Regions from separate parts of the Triticum aestivum genome. Here region 2 is linked to region 1. A link is a contact called in public Hi-C data. All regions are on one chromosome and are shown on one strand. The core of a region is the stretch at or near the end of the contact, and the rest is flanking DNA. Distances in the headings are between cores, read along the strand shown.

Region 1 (2,994 bases), core at 327-2,826:
AGCTGCAAAATGATTTGATTGAGTATATGTGGGCTCATGTTGGCAACCAATAGATGTATCTTCTTTTATTCGGCTGTAAAACTATGTGAAACATTTTTATTTGCATTCGTCTTGTAAAACTATAGTATTTTTTATTCGGTAAAACTATGTTATTTAACAATATGTTTGAATGCAAATCAATGTAAATATTGGGCGGCCAGCCGGCCATGCCGGCACATATGGGTCGGCACGTTGGGCACGCCGCCGACCCAAATCTAAAAGAGGGCGGACGCAAGGCGGGCGGCCGACCCAAACGGACAAAAAGCGGACGAAACCGCCGTCCGTTTGGGTCGGCCCGTTGGAGTTACTCTAACTTCATGGGGTTCGGGTGAGGGGTTGGCCATCAAAACCTCCGGGGATCAGTTGCAGGTACAGTACTTCCTCTGTCTCATAATGTCTCATAATATAAGACGTTTTTTGACACTACACGAGAGTCAAAAAGCGTACATTATGAGACGGAGGGAGTAATACGTAAAAGGCAAGGCGCTGCACAGAAAGGGCGCTGAACAAAGCTACACGTACACAAACCTGACTGTTTTAGCTCTGAGATCCTGCAGGCGTTTGGTTCTGGCGAATGTGGCCGTGTACCCTCCATAAGTGCATCAATCAGCAGGAAGACTGGTACGTCTCCGTAATAAGTGCCACAAGATGTGTGGCGCAAGTCCACAACAGGGACTCGTTCAAACAAAAGTAATGACAAGTGAGCGATAGAAAAGTCATACGTACCGCTACCGCACTGATCCGTTGTGGGCCCGCCATCGCAGTAGCAGACGAACCCCACCCCGCCGTGCGTCTGATTGTGCCGGTAGCCGCACCACCCGCCGGAGCGCTCGCATGCGCCGCACTGCTCTGAGTGCGGGCTGTAGTTCAGCTCGAACCCGCCCTTCAGCACCTCAACGTACCTTGACGCAGGAGGCGCCTCCATCATGGCCTTCTTATGAGCGTCCAGCACCGGCGCCACCACCGCCGCCTCGCACCCGTACTCGTACGCCTCGCCCGTGTAACCATCATCGCCGGTTGACACGTACGAACTCTTGTTGTAATCTGAACAGCCGGTCAATTCCGCGGCGGAGGGCCATGAGGCGTTCTTGTTGCAGTTGTAGAAGAAGGTGATGTTGGAGTCCGAGTGCGTGAGCTGCAGCGCCGAGCCGGCGTCGATGGTGAAGTTGAAGTGGAGGTGCGGGCAGCTGGTTGCGTTGAGGGCTTCGGCCTCGACGTCGTCGACGAGGAAGACCGAGTGCGTGTCATAGTCGATGCCCGAGACTATGTACCGGTGGTGGGACTGGGCGGGGAGGATCAGGGTGGTGTTGTCCTCGCAGGCAAGGCCGAGGCCGCGGTAGCCGCAGCTGGCGGCCGAGGACGAGTTGAGCCAGAACGGGTAGGCGATGGTCAGGCCGCCGCAGGTGGCGTTGCCGCAGGTGGGTGGGTACCCGTTGGCCGCGGCGAAGAGGAGTAGGACGGCGAGGAGGAGGAGCAGGGGAGGCATCGCGGCGGTGTGGATGAGAGAGGGCGGGTGGGGGTTGGGAGGAGTCGCGCCGACTAAGCTGGCGCGATCGTAGCGCGTGAGAGTCAAGTGAGGGTGTTAGGCTGGGGGCGACAGGTGCGTCGACTGGATGTGGAAATTTCGATCCTCCACGGAGCACGCGGCAGCTCGCGGTTGCACGATCATCCAACCTTGCATCACCCGTTATTCATTGCGGACGACGACGGGGGCGCACCGCGCGCCGGTGATGGGGATGGTTGTGGGCCGGAGTGCATTTTACAGTACAGGGTGATAAAGGCGTGTTGTTAGTTATCACTGTTCGGACACCTTGCTAATTTTAGCTTTACTAGCAAAAGGGCGCTTTATCCTTAGGGTTTGGCCGTCATGTTTGGTTAGGTCAGCCCGGAGATCTTGTATTTGTCCCTGTCAACATTGTGATGCAGTAATAAAGCTTTGTGAGATTCTCAAAAAAGAAGAAGCAAAAGGACGCTGCACTGGGAGAAAAAATAATCATAATTTTCAATAACCATGACCATATTTTGTTGCATCATCGGGGTACACTACCACTCTTAATTTCGTGAAATCATAAACATTTTTTAAATTTGTGACCATTTTACAAATTTTCAAATATTTTCTAAAATAGATAACATTTTTTTAATACATGAATATTTTATACTATTTGCAAATATTTTTTAAAAATTGTGAACATTTTATTAAACAATTTTCTTGAATCGGCGAACATTTTTAGAATCGACGAACAATTATTTGGAAGTTGGTTAAACAACTTTTGAAATTCACGAACATTTATTATTTCAAATTTTTTTTTGAAATGCAAGATCATTTTTGAATCGGCGAACATTTTTGAATTTTTAGCATATTTTTTGAATTGGCAAAATTTTGTTCAATTTCATTAACATTTTCTAATACAAGAACTTTTTAAAAATCATGAACTTTTTTGATTTCCCGAACGTTTGTTTTAAAATTTCAAACATTTTCTAAATAAACAAACATTTTTTACAAAATCACGAATAATTTTTGAATTCACAAACATTTTATGATTTAATATATATTTTATTTAAAAAAATCTATTTTTTTAATTTTTCGAATTTTTTTAAAGTCACAAATTATTTAAAGTTGAAAAAAATAGAAAAGAAAAAATAAAAAGTAAAAAACAAAATTTGAAAAGTAGGCCGCTCATACATGAGTCGGCCCAAACAGGCGCGCTGCGTCTTCTCCCAGCGCGCAGAGCAGAGTATAAGAGGTCCCTATTAAATGGGCCAGCCCAGGCTGGGGAATCACATGTGTGAATTTTTTTATCACTTATAGGTAGTATTGGTGGGTAATATTTTGCAATTTTGGAGACAATTTCCATGACGTACTCCGAGAAGCAATAGTCCCTTTATTATTAAGTATATCCTCTATCCACACTAAGACCAAAATGGGTTTTTTGATTGGGTTAGGAATTCCCTCTT
Region 2 (2,994 bases), core at 282-2,781, 200 kb after region 1:
GAAGGTCATTTTTCTATATAGTACCACATATGATGGCATGTAGTTCTTGTATATACATATACTTGAGATGTTCTGGATAAAGTTGGAGCCATGAATCTAAGCTTAGCTTTTTTACTACTTTATTCCTTATTCTTTTTAGGGAACAATAATATAGCATGATGTAGTTCTTGTATATACATATACTTGAGATGTTCTGGAGCAGAGTATCCCTGGTCTTAAAACTTCTTGAGCCCTATAAACAGAAATGACAAAGTGATAGCGCTAATAAGGTGAATTCAAAGCTAGATTCATGGGGTGTTTGTTGCTTTTTCATTCTGAGTTGTGTTTCGTTTACATTAAACTTTTCCCATTCCCTTCACCCCTGCCGAGACATTGGTCGATGTGAAGCCCAGAACAAATTCAATTGCACAATTATCCACATAATGAGTGTGGGTTGCAGGGATGTTGCGATTGTCACATGTCCTCCTTGATTTAAGGCGTGCCCTTCACATGTAAGCAATTCTTGTAGGAAACAACAAGAGCTCGCAACTATTCACTGGACTAGGAAGAAATGCATACATAAAAAGGAAGCTATTGCAAGCGCACAGATGAGGATGAGACAGAGAAGTAGCCAAGCATGAGAAAGATCGTCATCATACTTTATCTTCTTGTATTTCAGGTGGCACTTAGGTGTGGGGAAATGGACATGGTGATTGCTAGGAAGGGAGTTGAGTGGGAGCAAGACATAGAACTTTGTGAACGAATTTAAATTCTGAAGGGAAAGGCATTTCGCAATACAGGGCCAGAAAACTTCACTCTAGGTTGTATATAAACAATCTAGCAACTAATATGCACTTGGTTTATATTTTTAGTGGGCGAGCATATATCGACCAAATTATGTTCAGTTCTTATATTATCAGATTTTAGAACGACTTTGTCCATCTTTTAGTTTTCATCTTCCCAACTCAGTATTCTTTTGCTTCACTCCCTTTGATGAGTGAGTTACCACAATAAATTCAGGTTTGGAAAATACATGAACCTTTCGTTTGAATGGCCTGGTTAATCGAAAATATGAACTTTCACATAAACAAACAACAACACATGAGCATTAGCAATCCGTACAAAAAGAAAATGACACACATCGTAAACGCTAACATATCATGTCATATTGGAGTTTTCTAGAGTGAAGTAGAGTGACGACACTAAAGCTAGAGCAAAGGATTGGTTTGAGATAAAACAGGGTGAAGAAGAAGTAACATTTGTCTTGTTGGTAGGGTATGGTGTCCCGTGGCAACGCCCGGGCAGTCAACTAGTATACGCTAATGCCCGGCTGGCCGCAGTTGATTATTCATTAGCCCATATCTTTCCCTATATATATATTATATATTATATATTTTAAACCAGGTATTGCTTCTGGCCGTACGTCGTCGTTCTTTTTGCATAAAAGTCCCCCTATTGTTAAGAATTCAACCCGCAGTCCTTTCTTAAGTGAGAAAAACGTTTCGTTCAGAAATTTTACAAATAAAACCCTGTGGTTTCAGGGATTCAACCCGCAGTCCTCGGTCAATGAATACAAATCGGTTTCTGGGCTGTAGATCGTGCGGCGGCGCTCCCGATCCCCGATCCGATCGGGAGCAGGACGACGGCGGCAGAGCTCCGGGAGGCGGGGAACGACGGGGAAGTGGCGGAGGTCGGGATCTATCCCGGCGGTTCATAGTGGAGGCCGGCCGCGGCGGCGCTCCTGATCCCCGATCCGATCGGTAGCAGGATGACGACGGCAGAGTTCCGGGAGGCGGGGAAGTGGCGGAGGTGGGGATGCATCCCGGTCGTTCGTAGTGGAGGCCAGCGGCAGCGGCGCCCCATGGCATGGCGACTCGGTCTTCTGGGAAGAAGATACGAGGGAGGGAGACGAGGTGAGATGGAGAGAAGAGAAGGGAGAATAGGGACTACGCGGCTACTTGCTGCTGGTCCGACGGCGGCTCCAGTCATCGGATCAGGTTTTGTCCGGATTCCTCTCCTCCCCGCAAAAAAAGTATGCCATGTCGTTGTTAATTGCTAGAGACGCTCTTCATAAGTTCAGCCTGTGGCCAACAGCAACCTCCAGGTCACCTGAGAATTCAGTGGCATAGGCATGCTCTCGCCTGATTAATTTTGTTGAAGATTTTTCTTTGGCGTGTGGGCAGCACCCATCAGTGTTAGAGTACATGTTCAATATACATAACAGCTTCTCTGGTGACTTACTCATCTAATGGTTAGATACAATTTTAGCAACAGTGAATAGACGCATGATACGTTTGTCTGCTTCTGAATGTTCATAATGTGTAAACGATTCAATTTTTAAATGATTTTGTTTTAGAAGTTGAATCTGCACATCGACTATATGCTCCAACACTGCAGGCCAACTCTTGATGGATTTCCAATGTGTTGCTGGCCTCCCAATTTTTTCCGTCGTGCAGCCGCTCCCCGTCTCCCTGGATTGTCCCAAGCTGGTCCGGCCGTGTGCTGCCCTGACAGCCGAGCGTGTGCTATCCACGGAACACGGCTCCTCCACCCAGGACCTCCTCCGCAACGCCGGCGAGGACACTACTTCGTCCGAACCGATCATCACGACCACGCGCAGGTACACACACATGTGCTCCCCTGCCACCCCTGCACTGATTTAAGGCAAAATCCAATTGGGGGGTATTGATAGGCACCAATGTATTCTTGATTGAGTTCCCATTTCTTGAATTACGTTGATCCTTTTGGTAAGATCAAATCGAACAAACTGAACATCACTTGCCCAAACAAGCTGAACGTCATGCTACATTATTGCAAATCAGTTACCAGGACTTTGTGTTCTTTGTACAAAACAGTCAAGACCTCGATCACTTATTTGTAGAGCACAAGCGAAGACATCTGCTAGATAAATGTCTTCCCAAGCTAAAGGCTCATGGCTCCGAAGTACTAATATTCTCTGAGGTACTGATTCTCTCTGTTACTCATGCACCTAGCTTGGTTGCTTCAGAAAGCATC

The links. Hi-C and Micro-C count contacts between places; a contact is called where the count stands out from the background.
Region 2: a contact with region 1 is called in a Hi-C map of leaf, with 3 times the contacts expected there. The contact joins the promoter of LOC123078936 here to the promoter of LOC123078931 in region 1. A contact is called at or near these places in 2 of 5 Hi-C or Micro-C datasets (leaf and an unstated tissue).

What each region holds. Positions count from the first base shown.
Region 1 is chr3D:364,927,676-364,930,669 of IWGSC CS RefSeq v2.1, forward strand. It overlaps LOC123078931 (LEAF RUST 10 DISEASE-RESISTANCE LOCUS RECEPTOR-LIKE PROTEIN KINASE-like 2.1), which reads right to left and starts at 1,577. Exons shown (of 3, transcript XM_044501583.1): 1 at 766-1,577. The coding sequence starts at 1,525.
Region 2 is chr3D:365,123,081-365,126,074 of IWGSC CS RefSeq v2.1, forward strand. It overlaps LOC123078936, which reads left to right and starts at 1,532. Exons shown (of 3, transcript XM_044501586.1): 1 at 1,532-1,976; 2 at 2,377-2,599; 3 at 2,802-2,994. The coding sequence starts at 1,748.